3 separate regions of the Mus musculus genome follow, and regions 1 and 2 are each linked to region 3. A link is a contact called in public promoter capture Hi-C data. All regions are on one chromosome and are shown on one strand. Each heading gives the region's core, a stretch centred on a gene start, on an enhancer-like site or on the middle of the called end of the contact. The rest is flanking DNA. Distances are from core to core; before and after follow the strand shown. Region 1 holds the start of Col12a1 (collagen, type XII, alpha 1). Region 2 holds the start of Filip1 (filamin A interacting protein 1). Region 3 holds the start of Slc17a5 (solute carrier family 17 (anion/sugar transporter), member 5).

What was found. Promoter capture Hi-C pulls out the DNA fragments that hold promoters and counts their contacts.
Region 1: a promoter capture Hi-C map of pre-B cells shows a contact between it and region 3, with 7 times the contacts expected there. The contact joins the promoter of Col12a1 here to the promoter of Slc17a5 in region 3. A contact is called at or near these places in 7 of 39 promoter capture datasets (the 3T3-L1 cell line, embryonic stem cells, liver and 2 more), 2 of 15 datasets of contacts at CTCF or cohesin (large pre-B cells and pro-B cells), 10 of 484 Hi-C or Micro-C datasets (the N1E-115 cell line, cerebellar granule neurons, cerebral cortex and 5 more), 9 of 115 datasets of contacts at active chromatin or transcription factors (embryonic forebrain, embryonic limb bud, embryonic stem cells and 5 more) and 1 of 9 other capture datasets (adipose tissue).
Region 2: a contact with region 3 is called in a promoter capture Hi-C map of hippocampal neurons, with 4 times the contacts expected there. The contact joins the promoter of Filip1 here to the promoter of Slc17a5 in region 3. A contact is called at or near these places in 1 of 39 promoter capture datasets (hippocampal neurons) and 2 of 115 datasets of contacts at active chromatin or transcription factors (cardiomyocytes and extraembryonic endoderm stem cells).

Annotation. Positions count from the first base shown.
Region 1 is chr9:79,717,226-79,721,658 of GRCm38.p6, reverse strand. It overlaps Col12a1 (collagen, type XII, alpha 1), which reads left to right and starts at 2,937. Exons shown (of 66, transcript NM_001290308.1): 1 at 2,937-3,240.
Region 2 is chr9:79,975,296-79,979,963 of GRCm38.p6, reverse strand. It overlaps Filip1 (filamin A interacting protein 1), which reads left to right and starts at 2,082. Exons shown (of 6, transcript NM_001081243.2): 1 at 2,082-2,508.
Region 3 is chr9:78,584,416-78,589,467 of GRCm38.p6, reverse strand. Slc17a5 (solute carrier family 17 (anion/sugar transporter), member 5) reads left to right here and starts at 1,423. Exons shown (of 11, transcript NM_172773.3): 1 at 1,423-1,594. The coding sequence starts at 1,501.

The sequences.
Region 1 (4,433 bases), core at 1,688-4,187, 1.1 Mb before region 3:
AACTGTTTATCCTATCTCTGGGGCCTTAGTTAAGTTGATTTCATGCACTTTTAGTTTTCTAGAAGCTAGTGTTGGTGCTGTGTCCCAGCTTCATCCTAAAATGGATCTTTCCCCCCTGTTTATTTTATTTCCAAAAACTGCCCAGAGCCTCACAGCTCTGGGGCAGGCTTTTCTCTACAGAGTGCCTTAACTTGACGCCAAGTCCTTGTCTGTATTCCCTTTCAATTATCAGTCCGAAAAACCAGGTGGCTGAATGACAGATTTTTTTTTCCTCCAATCGTTCCCAGCTCTCAAAATCCATAATTTTGATTCAGATTTCTAGTCATCCACTAGGTCGCGCTGTGTGACAAGAGATCTGTAGATCTTGAACCCCCGGGAACCCAGGACTCGAAGGGAGAAGAGGTGGGAACAGAAGAGAGGGAGAGAGAGGATAGGCCGATCCTGGGGATATGGCCACAGGAGTAAGACCCACAGGAAGCAACTAGACTCAATAAATACAACCAGCTGTGCTTCAGTCAGCAAAAACCCACCGCTTTACTGCAAACTTAACAGATTCCAAGGGGAGTTAAGAAACAAACGCACCTTTGACAGGCACCAGGTAGGAGGGGGGGTTCTAACATGTTTGTCCCCTTACTGGAGTCAAGCTTACAGGGCCCAGGAGACCAAACAATTCAGACTTTAGGCTGCGAGGATTTGAATTGCCCCATGGCCCCTTGCGAATAAGCGTGCTTGGATACATTTGTGACTGTCTCCTTCACCAGCAAGTCGCCCCCCCCCCCCCCGCCTCCCACCTAGAACCACTAAATCTTGTCCAGGGATTGTTTTTTAGAAGGCGATAAGGGCTTCTGTAGCTGTTGGTTTGCCTCACCCACCTTTCTTGCAGCATATCTTCCCCCCTCCCCCAGCCTCCCCGTTAAAAAGGACTTGAGCAAAAGGAGCCCCTGCCTGGGTGCCTGCCGCTCGCAGCTCTAGGCTGGAGAGGATGTTTGTGTCCAGAAGTCTTTTCCAATCGGTCTTCAGGCTGCAGACTGAGCAAGAGGAAGACAGGGATAGACACTCTCCACTTGTCCAGCTCTCCCTTTCTAGATAGGGAGTGTCATTGTGCTTGTGTGTGTGTGTCCTTCTATGGCTGGTGTAGTCCTTCACCTTCACAGTGGGGTGCTGGAACCATAGCCCTGGTCTGTCTTGTTGCCACCTTCCTTTACGTGTCTGGGGACCATACTGGACGCTTTTCCCTACATGTGCATGTCCTGCTGAAGAGCAGGCTTGGAAGCTGAGTTCCCTTCAGGCATGAAGAGGGGGCTCGCTGCTCCTGGGTGGCTCTGAGCATCACAGGGATGTAAAAGATCAGCTGTGTCGCATACATTGGTGTTTGCATCTTCCAGATGCGTTCACACCCTGGCTGGAGGGTCTAGGCAGACACCAGAACTGTGGAGACATGAGGGAAAAGCCTGCGCATTGTGTGGGCGCTTTGTGCAAGTTGCTCAGCGGCCTTTGAGTGGGCCCTGCGTGCTCCAAGAATGTGCAGAGGTGGTGGCCATTCTCATTTTTCTCGTTTCTTTTCTTCCAGGCTCCTCTCTTGCTCTGGTTAGCTCTGGCCAGAGGCCGCCCGTGCGTGGGGCAAGGCGCAAGGGAACTGGGAAAAAGCGTGCAGAGTTTTGGTCAATTCCAACACTAATGTGCCTAGAGCAGGGAAGTCAAATCTGCAGAGGTAAGATCAAGCATGGAAGAAAGGCTTAAGTCAGGTGTGCTCGCAACTTCTGCTACCAAGGGGCGGTCTACTCCAGGGTCTAGAGCCCTGTCCTGTTTCCAGTACCCACTAGCCCAACCCTGCTGAGGCGACGTCTCTGGGCTTCAAGGGGCGGGAAATTCGCGGAGCGAGTTCTGAGCTCACAAACGCGTGTAGGAATCCGTCTTCGAGCCCTTTCCGGATAACAACGTGTGACTACTGGACACTTCATCCCATGCGTCTTGTACAATTTGGCAACTTCAAGTGCCAGACTCCCACTGCGTCCAAGGGGTGGAGTGCCGGGAACCGGGGAGCTGCAGAAAAGAGCCCGTGTGCTGGCGGAGTATCCGGCTCCTAGTTGGCCTTCTCAGTAGCTCGCGCCTGCGTGCGAGCGTCCCCGAGCGAGCTCCTCTCCGTCCTTTTCACCTCTAGGAATTTTTTAGGGAAGAGCTGCCTGAAGCCCCAACGTGGGCCAGATTTTACTCTTAAACTGACAAGAAATTTCTAAGGAGAATAAAACTTGTTCTTAAGTGTCCCGTTGGGATGCCCCCGCCGCCCCCGCCCCCAGGTACCAATAACTTTCCTCTCCCTCCCTCCAGACTGAATCGAAGCCTCCCATCTCTATCCTGAAAAACTAGGTTAGACAGACAGGCCTGGGAAAGCCATCCTAGCCCTGAGCCGGGAGCAGGCAGGCGGCTGTCGGAGTTTTCAAAGTCGCGCCTTGGAGACTGGGAAAGACAGAGGCCCGCCGCGTGCACAGACAGTTAGTTAATGGAAAGCCTGTAAATCGGTTTTAAGTGCACCCAGGACAGAGGGGGAGGAAGGTGGACGTGGGGACGGTGGCGGCCGGAGATGCAATGGTGAGGGACAAAGGGGATGCCCATCCCGCTGCTCTGAAACGAAGATCCGTTCCCCACTTCTCCATTGTTCTTATTTTAGAAAAATAAACGTATTAAAGAAACTCGTTGGGTTAGGGAAACCCGAGCCCCCTAGCCCGCCCCAAGCGGAGGAGTCCGCGGCCTCCCTTGGCAGGGAACCCGGCTGCGGCTGTCCCCCTCTCTCCCTCCCTCCTCCCCGCCCCCGGAGGGGCATTGCTACTACGGCGATCGCCACCTCACGCCGAAGGAATGCTCGAAGTATGCACACGTTCCCAAAAGTAGACCTCCTTCACCGCCGAGGAGCATACATCACCCGTGGCAGCCTTCCACCTTCTCAGGCGTTTCGTAACCGAGTAAACTGAGAGCCGGGAACAGCCCTCTATTAAGTAGCCCGCGGCGCGGAGTCTCTTCCCAGTCGGCAAAGGCGGCCGCTGCAGACGCGTCCGCCCGCAGCTGCATTCAGTCCCCCTGCCTCCGCTCACTCTGCGCACTAGGCGCTGCTGCTGGGTGCTCCCATCGCCTTTTCCACACCGGCGGCCGCCAGGTGCTCCCGGAGCGCAGCGCCCTCCCAGGCCCGGGGGGTCCCACGCGCAGGCTGCTGGACGCCCGCTCCCTCTGTCACCTCCGGCTCAGGTCAGTCTGGCTTCTGTTCCCCACCCCAACCCCCACCCCTCGCGCCCTTTCCCAAAGATAACTGGGGAAAGTGGCTTCTTGCTTGCACCTTAACCCGGGGCTGGCAGAATGCCCAGCAGGGGCTGCTTGGCTTTGGAAGCGATTGATTAGTGTGCCCGAGATAGATCTGTGGCACAGGAGTTTGGCGGTTTCTTTGGAGTTTTGGAGGGAGAAGGAAAGGTGGCTTGCTTGTGTGCCAAGTGGGACTCAGTGTATCCATCTGTAGGGCAATGTCCTCTATAGTCTCTGTCGCTTTCAGTGAAGTGCACGGGCTGCATAGGTCGCTCTTTATAATCTGGTGGCTTTGCCAGGGACTCCAGGCTTGCAGCAGGGACTCAAGGCATTGCCAGAAAACGAAGTGAAGTACTGTACGCTCCGCGAAGAATTCCATGGAGGGCCAGTGGAAAGCGCTCCAGCTTGGGGAGACTAGGCGCTAGTGGCATCTCCAGATGCTCGGGGGAGCTGCCCTGGCTCCATCCTCCACTGCTTTCAAAGTGCTGCTGGGTTAGGCCAGCTCTCGCAGCTTCTGAGACTTCCTTTTTGGGTTCCTCCTGAATGCACTGGGATTAAGTTTTACCCAGGGTCAGTCAATGGGACCTTTGAGGAGGGTTCTCCTCCAGTCTTTGAGTGCACAGATCAGAGTGCGTGGAGTCAGTGCATTTGAGAGCAGTTGACAAATGGGACCTGCATCTGGCTTCCTCAGCCACCATCCCCTGACCAATTCAGATCTTTGGCATACACCTCCTCTCAGCTCCAAGGTTAGGGTCTTCTAAAGAATACTGGGGTAGGATTGGGGGAGGGGGGCGAAGAAACAAGTCTAAGCTCGTCCTTGGCTAGGTAGCCTTTATAGAAGACGTAGGTGACGCCTGGACTCTAGATGGGCCCACGAAACATTTGTGTGCCTGTGTGTGCGTTTGAAAAAAAAAGTTAAATTGAGAGAGTTAAGAAGTTGGCTCCTTCCAGCAAGGGGTGGGGGAGGGGCAAGTTGTCCGAAAGAGACCAGTTCCCATAGTGCCCCCACTCCGGGCAGTTGATTCATTTTCATTCATGAGGGGAAGTGAGGGAAATCCTACTGCCACGTAAGGGCTACCGCTTTCAGACATCTATGTCTGAGAATGCTCAATGAAGTGTTGCTAAGCACTCCGATAAATGTT
Region 2 (4,668 bases), core at 833-3,332, 1.4 Mb before region 3:
CCAGAGTGCTCCCACTTAAGACTGTGGGAAAGGATGCAGCTGAGCAGTCACGTATGAGCACTGTGTGCCGAAAGTCAGGTCCTCATCGACTGTGCACAAATCACAAATTTCTAGTATTTTTTAATGGCACTGCTCCCTCTGTGGGTTATGTAGGAAATACTTTAGTCTGAATAATTGTTCCTGAGGGGAAAGTCTTCAAAATGAATTAATGGTACACACACACACACACACACACACACACACACACACACACACACAGAGAGAGAGAGAGCCTATGAGCATGTACTGTATGCAGAATACTAATCAGTTGTGCTTGTGTGCCTAGTGTAATTAAGTTTAGTCAGCTGGGTGTGGTGGCTCACTTCTCCCTCCAGCACACAGGAGCTCAGGAGGCAGAGGCAGGCAGAGCTCTGTGAGTCAGAGACCATCCTGGTCTACACATCCAGGACAGTCAGCACTACAAAGACCCTGCCTGTCTCAGGAGAAAAAAACAAAAGAACATAGTTTGAAGGTGGCAACAGTATCTGATTATAAGTCACATCCTGCATGCTTTGGCTTACTGCCACATTGTTTAGCACTAATAGCAATAGTGGTCAGTTAATCCAAAAACTAAGGTAAATAATAACAGCAGGGGATTCGCTTTCCATACTACAAAACGAAACAAATCCAAAAGCTCTTTATGGATATTTGTGGAGGAAATAGCCCCATTATTCTTTCGCTGGAATGTTCTAGGCTCTTACAGGAAGGCACACAACAACAACAACAACAACCATTGCTCTCCTGATGGTTCTGAATCATCTATAGCCTGGTCTCATAATTCCCACCTATATCAGAATTTACTTTTAGGGACCGTGAATAGGCAATCCATTGTAGGGACTGTGAATAGGCAATCCATTGTAGGGACTGTGAATGAAGTATCGATTATTGTTCTAGAAGATACAGCTACTTTCACACAAAAGCTTAACTGCAGTTTCTCCCTTTAAACATTTTATTTATTTATTGTCAATGTATGTATATGCTATGTGGGCGTGTGTGCCAGGGCACAAATGTAGAGGTCAGAGGGCAACTTTGTATATTCCTGCCATCTTTCTGTGGTTACCCGTCCAGCGTTCATGGTTTACCTGTTGAGCCATCTCACCCGTGTGCGTGCTCCCTCCCCCACTTCTCCTTCCTTCTCCCTCCCCTTTACTTAACGGTTACTTCAGACCTAGAAAAACTGAGCCTGAACATGTAAAATTTAAAAAGGATATTGTTGAGAGCTTTGTCAGGGCAATATTCGAGGAAGGTTCTGAGGCAGCCCTGAACACTATTAATTTCCTGTGTGTACATAGTAAATCAGAGCATTAAGCACACATATTTTATAGATCTTAAACCTGGGAGGCTCGTACTTTTCTATGCTACAGAATGAAGTAGCAGAAACATCTTGAGACTTGAAGTTCAGGTTGGCGGTGTTTGCTCACTGGCTTTGGAAGATGGAGGGTTAATGGTGACTCAGGCTTGTCAACCACTAGTGAGAGGTCTCCAGTCCTGGTGTTTCTGGGGTGTTTGCCATGTGCTGCTTTGAATGAATGGCTTGAGTGGAAATAGTAAGAGTTTCCTTCCTGCCTTGACTTTCATATTCCTAGCGCTGTCGACATTCCTGTACGGTAGCCTTATTTGAAAAACACTCATATATACAGCAGGACACATCTTTTAAGAGTAAGGGATCAAGCTATAAATATAACTCTCCAATGATGAAAGCTGTTTGGAAATGATCTCTTACTGTGATTTTTCTCAACCGTTGCAGCACACTATTAATGCATTAAAAAAAAAAAAACAACACTTATCTAAGAGTCTGAGAAGACTATTGCCTTGGGAAATTGCTCTGCCCAAGACAACTGCCGCTCTGTTTCTTCTCAGATTTAAAAAGCCAAGTCCCACTTCGCAGTCTGCAAACAGTAATTACCTCTGTGAAATGAGCAGAGGTCCTTAAAAGGGTCTGCCGGCTTCCCCGGGATCTTTGCGGGGTGAGCGGGGATGTGGGGCTGATAACCCAGCTGCCTAGGAACTGAGCAGGGCCGGCTGCAAACTTCTCAGCTGTTGACAGGCTGGCCTCGCTGAGAACACTGGTTAAATATAGCACGCGCAGCTCAGCGCCCCAACAAAGTCACTGCGCTGACAGTGTGCGGGGAACAGCAGAGGAGAAACCTAATCTCAGAACCCAACAACACCTAGCAACAGTTGAAAAAACTTTGAAACAAAAGTCCGGGTGGGAGATAGGCGACTTCCAATTCCTGCTGATCCTGACTGAAGGAGAAGCTGCAGCTACTCTGTCCGTTTCCTGTATGACTTCAGCTACTGGCTAGTCCCAGCAGAGTGGGAAAAGCGGTTTTTTTTCCCCCTCAGTCTTCTTTTGGGCTGGCTAGTTTTTCAGGACTCAGTCTTGGACTGTGGGACAAGCCACTGGGTTCTTCAAGGGATAAACCAGCGGAGAAAGAACACACCTTTGGTTAAAGGAGACGACAACAGGTAAGTCCCCCCTCCCTTGCCCCCCAAGTAGCTACTTACTGTTAAGAAATTTCTTTCCACAAGAAGAAGGTTCGCTCCAATTCTGCTTTGTCTCTTGCTTGGTCTCTGCACGTGTAGGAATTATTAGAATCAGTGTGAATTATTAAAAAAAAAAAAAATCAAAACCTTTTTCTCTTTCTCAGAGTCATACCGATTCCCTTTTAAAGACAACATTTTGTGATATCTTCATAGTCATCAAGCTAGCCCTGCTGAGTTATTCATGTTCGTGCAGGTGATAGAAATATGACGAAAGTACAACCAGGGTCGCTAGCTAAGGCATGGAAGGGACATTTTCCCAGGGACAAAATAGCTATTATTTACTGAAACTAGCTAAGCTGCTTGTGAGGTAACTGAGGAAAGTCCTGTATGCTGTCCCACGTTGCTGTGCTGTTGACCCGCTTCTTTGTGGGCTCGGTTTGCTGGGTTCTCTGATTGCACCGGGACACCTTGTGCTGGTTCTGACCTCATTTGCCTGCAGTTGCCCAAATGCATCTGACTCGCGCAAAATATGCCTGCTGCTGATTCACTGAGAATGTTGTGGTACTTAAACTAATTAAATTGAGTGATTGCCTTTGTGCAGATAATAGATTCTGCTTTAAGAAACTTAGAATTTTTTTTTAAGGAAAAAAAAACCTCAATCTTTTCATAAGCTGTGTGGGTGTGAGTAAGAGTGTATTTCCAGTTGTGTGAAGGAAGTTCTGGCATTCTCTGAGGGTATATTGTCTCCCCTTCCAGAAGGTGACATGCACTTTAATCAGAATTGCTTACACAGAACAATTTCATGTTAGTCTCCCAGCTTGTGGCTATAAACCACTGATACTGTCAGTATTGATTCCTGGTGGTGGGTAGTTGGGGCCAAATTTGCATAAGAGGATGGATTATTTCTTTAAATAATTCAGAGAGTTTGGATGAATAAACCCAAGAATAAGATCAAAGAAAATACTGAAGAACATTCTTTTTTTTAAATTAATTGTACACTGGACTTGGAAGCTCATGCGTGTGATCCAGTAATGGAAAGACTGAGGCAGGAAGATTGCTGTGAGTTCAAAGCTAACCTGAGTGAAATAGTAGCTACATAGTAAATTTTAGTCTAGCCTGGCTACAGAGTAACACTGCCTTTAAAGACCAAACAAAACAAAAAAACTTATTTGTGTCTATTTTGTCAATCTAAAAAAAAAAAAAAAAAGAATTTCCAGTGGCTGGAGAGATGGCTTAGCAGTTGAGCACTCTTCCCAATTCCCAGCACCCCCATGGTAGCTCACAACTGTCTCTACCTCCATTTCCAGGAGGATCCAATACCCTCACATTGACATACATGTAGGCAAAACACCAATGCACATAAAATAAAATTAAAAAAAAATCATTTTAAAAACTCTGAGCCTCCATAAACCAGTTTGGAAAAGAATCTTTTTGACAAATGATAATATGTGAGCCTTTTAAGCAGATGTTCCTATAGTCAAGTGATGATTAAAGAGTGTGTGTTAGGGAAAAGAAACAATGTTGTCATTTCAATGTGTATCATGCTACATAGTTCTGATTATGTGCTTAGTTGAATGAAGTTAACCCTATGTCACCAACACGCACATGATAGTGAGTGGGCGTGCTGGTAACCTCCAGGTTGGAGAGGAAACTTTTGCTGGAGATGAGATATCTTTGTCTTGAGAGATTTATATGAAGTCAGAAGTAGATGCTCTTAATCTTAGGAAGGGTTACATTCCTGGCTTCCACCTGCCTGTGGAAGGTTGGAATCTACATCAGTTTGAGGCACTTAGGACTCTCTGGCATCAGTGAGACACCTTTTAGATACCAGCACAGAGCTCCACCCTGCATGAAAGCCATGTCTGCTGAAGTGGAGTCTTGAGTATCATTAATTGTTTTGAAGGTTCTAAGTTTCCTCGTGAGAATTAAGAAATGCTAAGGTTTTCAACCACGTGGTTTCCTCCACGGTCTGAACAAAACATCAAGGTCTGTGAGTAAGGCATACATCCTCTGATTCATTTGAGTGCATGTTTGTGTGCTGTTTTGGAGTGTCCTCTCTTCCCTTCCCTCACAAGAGCGGTCGTACTCCACTGTTGTTCTCCTTAGCCTAGCTCTGTTACTGCTGCCCATGTTCAGCCTCAT
Region 3 (5,052 bases), core at 174-2,673:
CCCCAAGGCTGTTGGAATCTGATTCCCTATGTTGGAAGATTCCCTTGGCTGTCCCTGCCAAAAAGGATGATCTTAGCAATAAAGGAGAGGAGATACAGTGTTGAACAAACCTATTGGCTCACACAGGATAGCAGAGGTGCAGAAAGATGAGAACCCCGAGGCTAATGAAATCTGAAGCCGTCTGTTGGAGGAGTTCAGGGGTGGGGGGGTGGGTACAAGGGGATGAGTTAGGGAAGCTGGGTTTGTTTGTTTGTTTGTTTTTGTTTTTTTGAGACAGGGTTTCTCTGTGTAGCCCTGGCTGTCCTAGAACTCACTCTGTAGACCAGGCTGGCCTCGAACTCAGAAATCTGCCTGCCTCTGCCTCCCGAGTGCTGGGATTAAAGGTGTCGCCACCACGCCCGGCTTGAAGCTGATCTTTTTGTTCTAATCAAACCTTCAAACAAATTGAAATCCACTCACATGGAGGACAAGCAAACTGACACATCAAATTAACCACACCAGAAGTGCTGTTTGTACATACATTTTATAAGAATTTGCCAGGCGGGTATGCACAAACTCAAGGGCTTTATCTCTACAGCTGTCTTTTTGAAAACTTGCCCATCAGCATTTACTGGCCCAAGAGTTAGGGATATCTTTAGTAAATCTCAGTCAGCCCTTCTTCTAGACAGGGGCCTCACCTGACTTTCTGAGCCTCTGCTCTTCCTTGGTCTGCGTGGAAATCTCTAAGGGCGTCTACCACATCTGTCTTTTCCATCGGTCTGCAGATATGGCTTTTATTACTCAGAGGCCCGATGGCCCCACCAAGGCTGACTGAAGCATTTTCCTAGTTCCTCTTTCTTAGAGTCAGCAGTAGGGAAAATCTGTCCAAATTAGATTTACAGAGAAAACTCCCCCACGCTCATACATCACGTGGCCTGCCCGCTGGGGATGTAGGTCAATGGTATGTATCAGCGTTAGTCTAATATGTGTGAGGCCCTGGGTACAATCAACAGTATCTTCCTAAAGAGAAAAGGCAGCTGCCTACATTGGGGTTCACCTCTGAAACAGTCAATTTCGTCGGACAAAACATGATTTCCTTTGCTACTTTTCAAAAGCCATATGCTGTCACAAAACGGACAAAGACTGAAAACTATTATAGACATTTAGAAGGCAAATAGTCCCTGCCCATTTCCCTAGCTCCCTATCACTGCGAGATGCAAACCCCATCGCCGCCTTCAGGCTGTCCAATGCCCGGGCTTTTACTAGTGTAACAGAGTCCTGGGCTCCCTACCGCTGGTGACACACATCTTGCACAGCGCAAACGCCACGCCCAACCCAACCCTGCCCACAGCGGGAAATTGCCCGAAACTAAAATGGCGCCTTAGGAACAGGCAACCAGATATGGGCGTGTCCTGGGGCGGGGCAATATCCTGCCCCGCCCAGCCAGCACGGCGAAGGGCTGTCCTGCCGAGAGCTAGGTTGGCCAAGCAACGACGCCGGCACATCTGCTCTCCAGGCGTTATGAGGCCCCTGCTTCGGGGTCCGGCGGGAAACGACGATGAGGAGAGCTCGGACAGCACCCCGCTCCTGCCGGGCGCCCGGCAGACCGAAGCGGGTGAGCTGCGGGACCACCGAGTGATTGCTAGTGGCAGCGTTCCTGGCGGGCGGGTGGTTCCCGGCCGTGGGCGCCTTGAAGGAGTGGCTGCGGGGTCGGGGGGACAGGTAGCCGCTGTAGTGCTGTGGGTCGGGACGGAGGTGCCTGTGGCGCTGGCGGGACTGAAGCAATTCAGGGTCGGAGGGGTACCCGATCCGAGTCAATAAGCAAAGGGGCCAAAGTGCTTCTTGCTCCCCTCCAGCGGCCGCCAGGTTTCCGCTTATGCCGGCCTGTAAACATGTGATCTGGTAGCGCCTTGTTGGGGAGGAGAGACAAAAACAAAACAACAACAAAGAAGAGTTAACAGCTGTTGAGTGTGCGGGGGACAGTTGCATAATCCCGCGAATATCTTGTGCTGTAAGACACCAAAATATTGCAGACATTTCTATTTTTTCCTTGTCTATCAGACTGCAATTTAAGTTAGGAAACAGGTTATTCTCAAGATAAGATATCTTTAGCACTCTAAGACAATATGCCGTACTAGAGGTCTTGCAGGTGCTACTTCAAAAAGCATCTTCATTGCGGGGGGGGGGGGGGGGGGCGCATGTTGCACAGAGGTATAGTCCTTGCCTGACAAGGTTCTAGTCTCCATACCCACCATCCCCCAAAACACAAGTATGTGTCTTCACTGGATTTCGCTACACTTTTGTAATGTAGCTTCCTGAAGCTACAGAAAACTAAAGGACAAATCGGCTTGGACACATTCAAGGATATAGGTGTGAGAAAGAATTGAACTGGAAATTTGCCTTTGTTGGCCCGGAACAGTCTTCTGTCGGTATGTCTTTTGTTGACATTACCAAAGAATTCTTTCGTAACTGTTTTAACCATCCTTCCCACTTGTGTGGGTAACTACCCTACTTTCTGACTTTATTCAGACTACTTCTGTTGGCTTTTGGGTGATCTGTTTTGGTTTTGTTTTTATTTTTAGAATAGTTTGTTAGGGAACTGGAAAGATGGCTCAGCAGTTAGAGCACTGGTTGCTCTTCCAGGGGACGAGGGTTCAGTTCCCAGCACCCACATGGAAGCTTACAACCATCCATAACTCCAGCTCAAGAGAGCCAACACCCTCCCTACTCAGACACACCTGTGGTACACAGACATACATACAGGCAAACATTCGTACATAGAACAGATTTTTTTTTTAAAATCTAAAATAGAATGTTTTATTTTGAAAAGTGTAAGGCATCAGTAGGTCAAACCTAGGACTTGCATTTTTTTGGTTGGTTGCTTGGTTTTCTTTGAGACAGGGTCTCATGTAGCCCCAGCTGGCCTCTATTTTGTAGCTGCAGGTGACTTAGTTCTCCTGACCTTCCTGCCTCCACCTCCTGAATGCGTGGTAAGCAAGCATTCTGTCCACTGATTCACACCTCCTGCCCCCTTGGCTTCCCTCTTGGGTTAGAATCGAAGTTTGACACTTTGCCACTGCTCTGGATTCCCTGTCCCTGTCCTCCGTCATCACATCCTCCTTGGTGCCACAGACACGTGGCACCGGAAGTTGCACGCAAGGCCGATTGCTCCGCCAGTTTGGTAGGGATATCTACCTTCCCGGCCGTCCTGTCTGTTCCACTAGGAGCCTCGTGCCCCACAAAGCTTAATTTCCCACAAATGAGAAATACACTTCTTAACACGTGAGCTCGATCTCCAGGATCCAGAGAAGGCAGTGATAGCAATTCAGTTCCTGAAGTTTCTGTGTGCTGAGTAGTGTTCTGTGTACTTTGCGGTTCATCTTCATCGTTCTGTAACAGGAGCTCAATACAGTAAGCGCTCGACGGTAATGTGAACTATTTGTTAGTAAACCAGCTCGGGGGAAGGAAGGTCCTATGTTCTCCCTGTGCCTCTCTCACATCCCTACTTCTGCAGGCCCTGGTCCTGCTTTTGCTAGAATGGCTGTGCTCACACCCACCCCACCCCCGCAGCTACCTGGCAACTTCTGCCCGTTGAGGAAGCCTCTGTTAAATATCCCTCTTCCAAAAAAGACCTTTCCTGGCTCGTCTCCCGAGATTCTCAGGCCTCCTTTCTCCCTTACATAGGTACGTAGCACTTTATTTGATTAGAAATGCTTTCTCAGAGCCAGCCAATGATGGCACTCGCCTCTCATCCCAGAACTTGGAAAGCAGAGGCAGGCGGATTGCTGAGTTCAGGACCAGCCTGGCCTAGAGCAAGAGTTCCAGGATAGACAAGGCTACACAGAGAGACCCTGTCTTGAACCCCCTCCCCCAAGCAAACAAACAAACAAACAAACAGAAAGTGCTTTCTCAGGTATGGAGATGGGGACTATGTGAATGGACACTGTGAGTCCCTGTGGTTTTTAATCCCCACAGCTCGGCTGATATGGATAGTCTCAGGGAAGCCTGCAATGTTAAACAGGCAGGGTTGTCTCGACAACAGAAGATGTGTATAACCTGTTTTCCACCCAGAAGGTTGGGAGTGGGTGTGGTTAATAGTCTAGTGACCTGTGCTATCTGTAGGGCCAGGCCACACCTGACTCCCCCAGACTTTTGTTTATTCCAGACTCTTCCTCTCCAGAGCTTTATCTCGGACATTGTTTCTCAATCGATAAGAATTCATCTTTATGGAAGAGATCACATGTACTTTGTAATGCCATAAGCTTCGTCATGCACACGGGATTGAGTTAATTGTCGCCAGGAAACCTTTTTCCAAAATTGTACTGTACTTAAATGTGCCTAAAGCAAACGGTCCTTCCGGGCGGGGTTTGAACCAACACCAGCTGCTGAACTGCGTGCATTAAGCCAGATTTCCTTCTTGCCTCACTTGTATCAACACTCTGCGGGCTGTGTTGTTGGCAGAGAACCCCACAATCAACGCTCAATATGAGGGGCTCAACCATCAGAGATGGTAAGAAATTTTTCCTTTAAATAGAAGCAGAAGGCAAGAATTCAGTCGTCTTGCCCAAGGAGTCAGGATCTTAAGTGGGAGAGTGCAAAGGATCATGGGTTCTAAAGAGTCCTCTGTGACAGAGAACTTTGTACAATTATTGAAACATTTGCTAAGACCCAGAGGAGGGGATGGAGTCCCACAACCACTCAGGCATCCCAGCCGGGAAGTCACCCATCTCTGTGCATTTGGGGCTCATTCTCCTGAACCGCCTGACTGGAACTCAAAGCCCTCAATCCACAGGCTCCTCCTGCTGCCTGGATCTGGGAGCTCAGAGCTGCTTAGTGTAACACCAGAGTTCCAAGGAAAGGCAGACAGGACTCCGCTGAGGCCATATGAGCTAGGTCTAGGCACCCCCAAGTTTAGCGTGTTTGGAATTTTGTTTGCTTTAGGGTCTCACTATGAAGCCCTGGCTATTCTAGAATTCATTCTGTAGACCAGGGTGGCATTGACCTCAGCTCCTCCTGCCTCTGCCTCCTGGGTGCTGGGATTAAAGCTGTCGTCACCACCTGCCACCATATGGC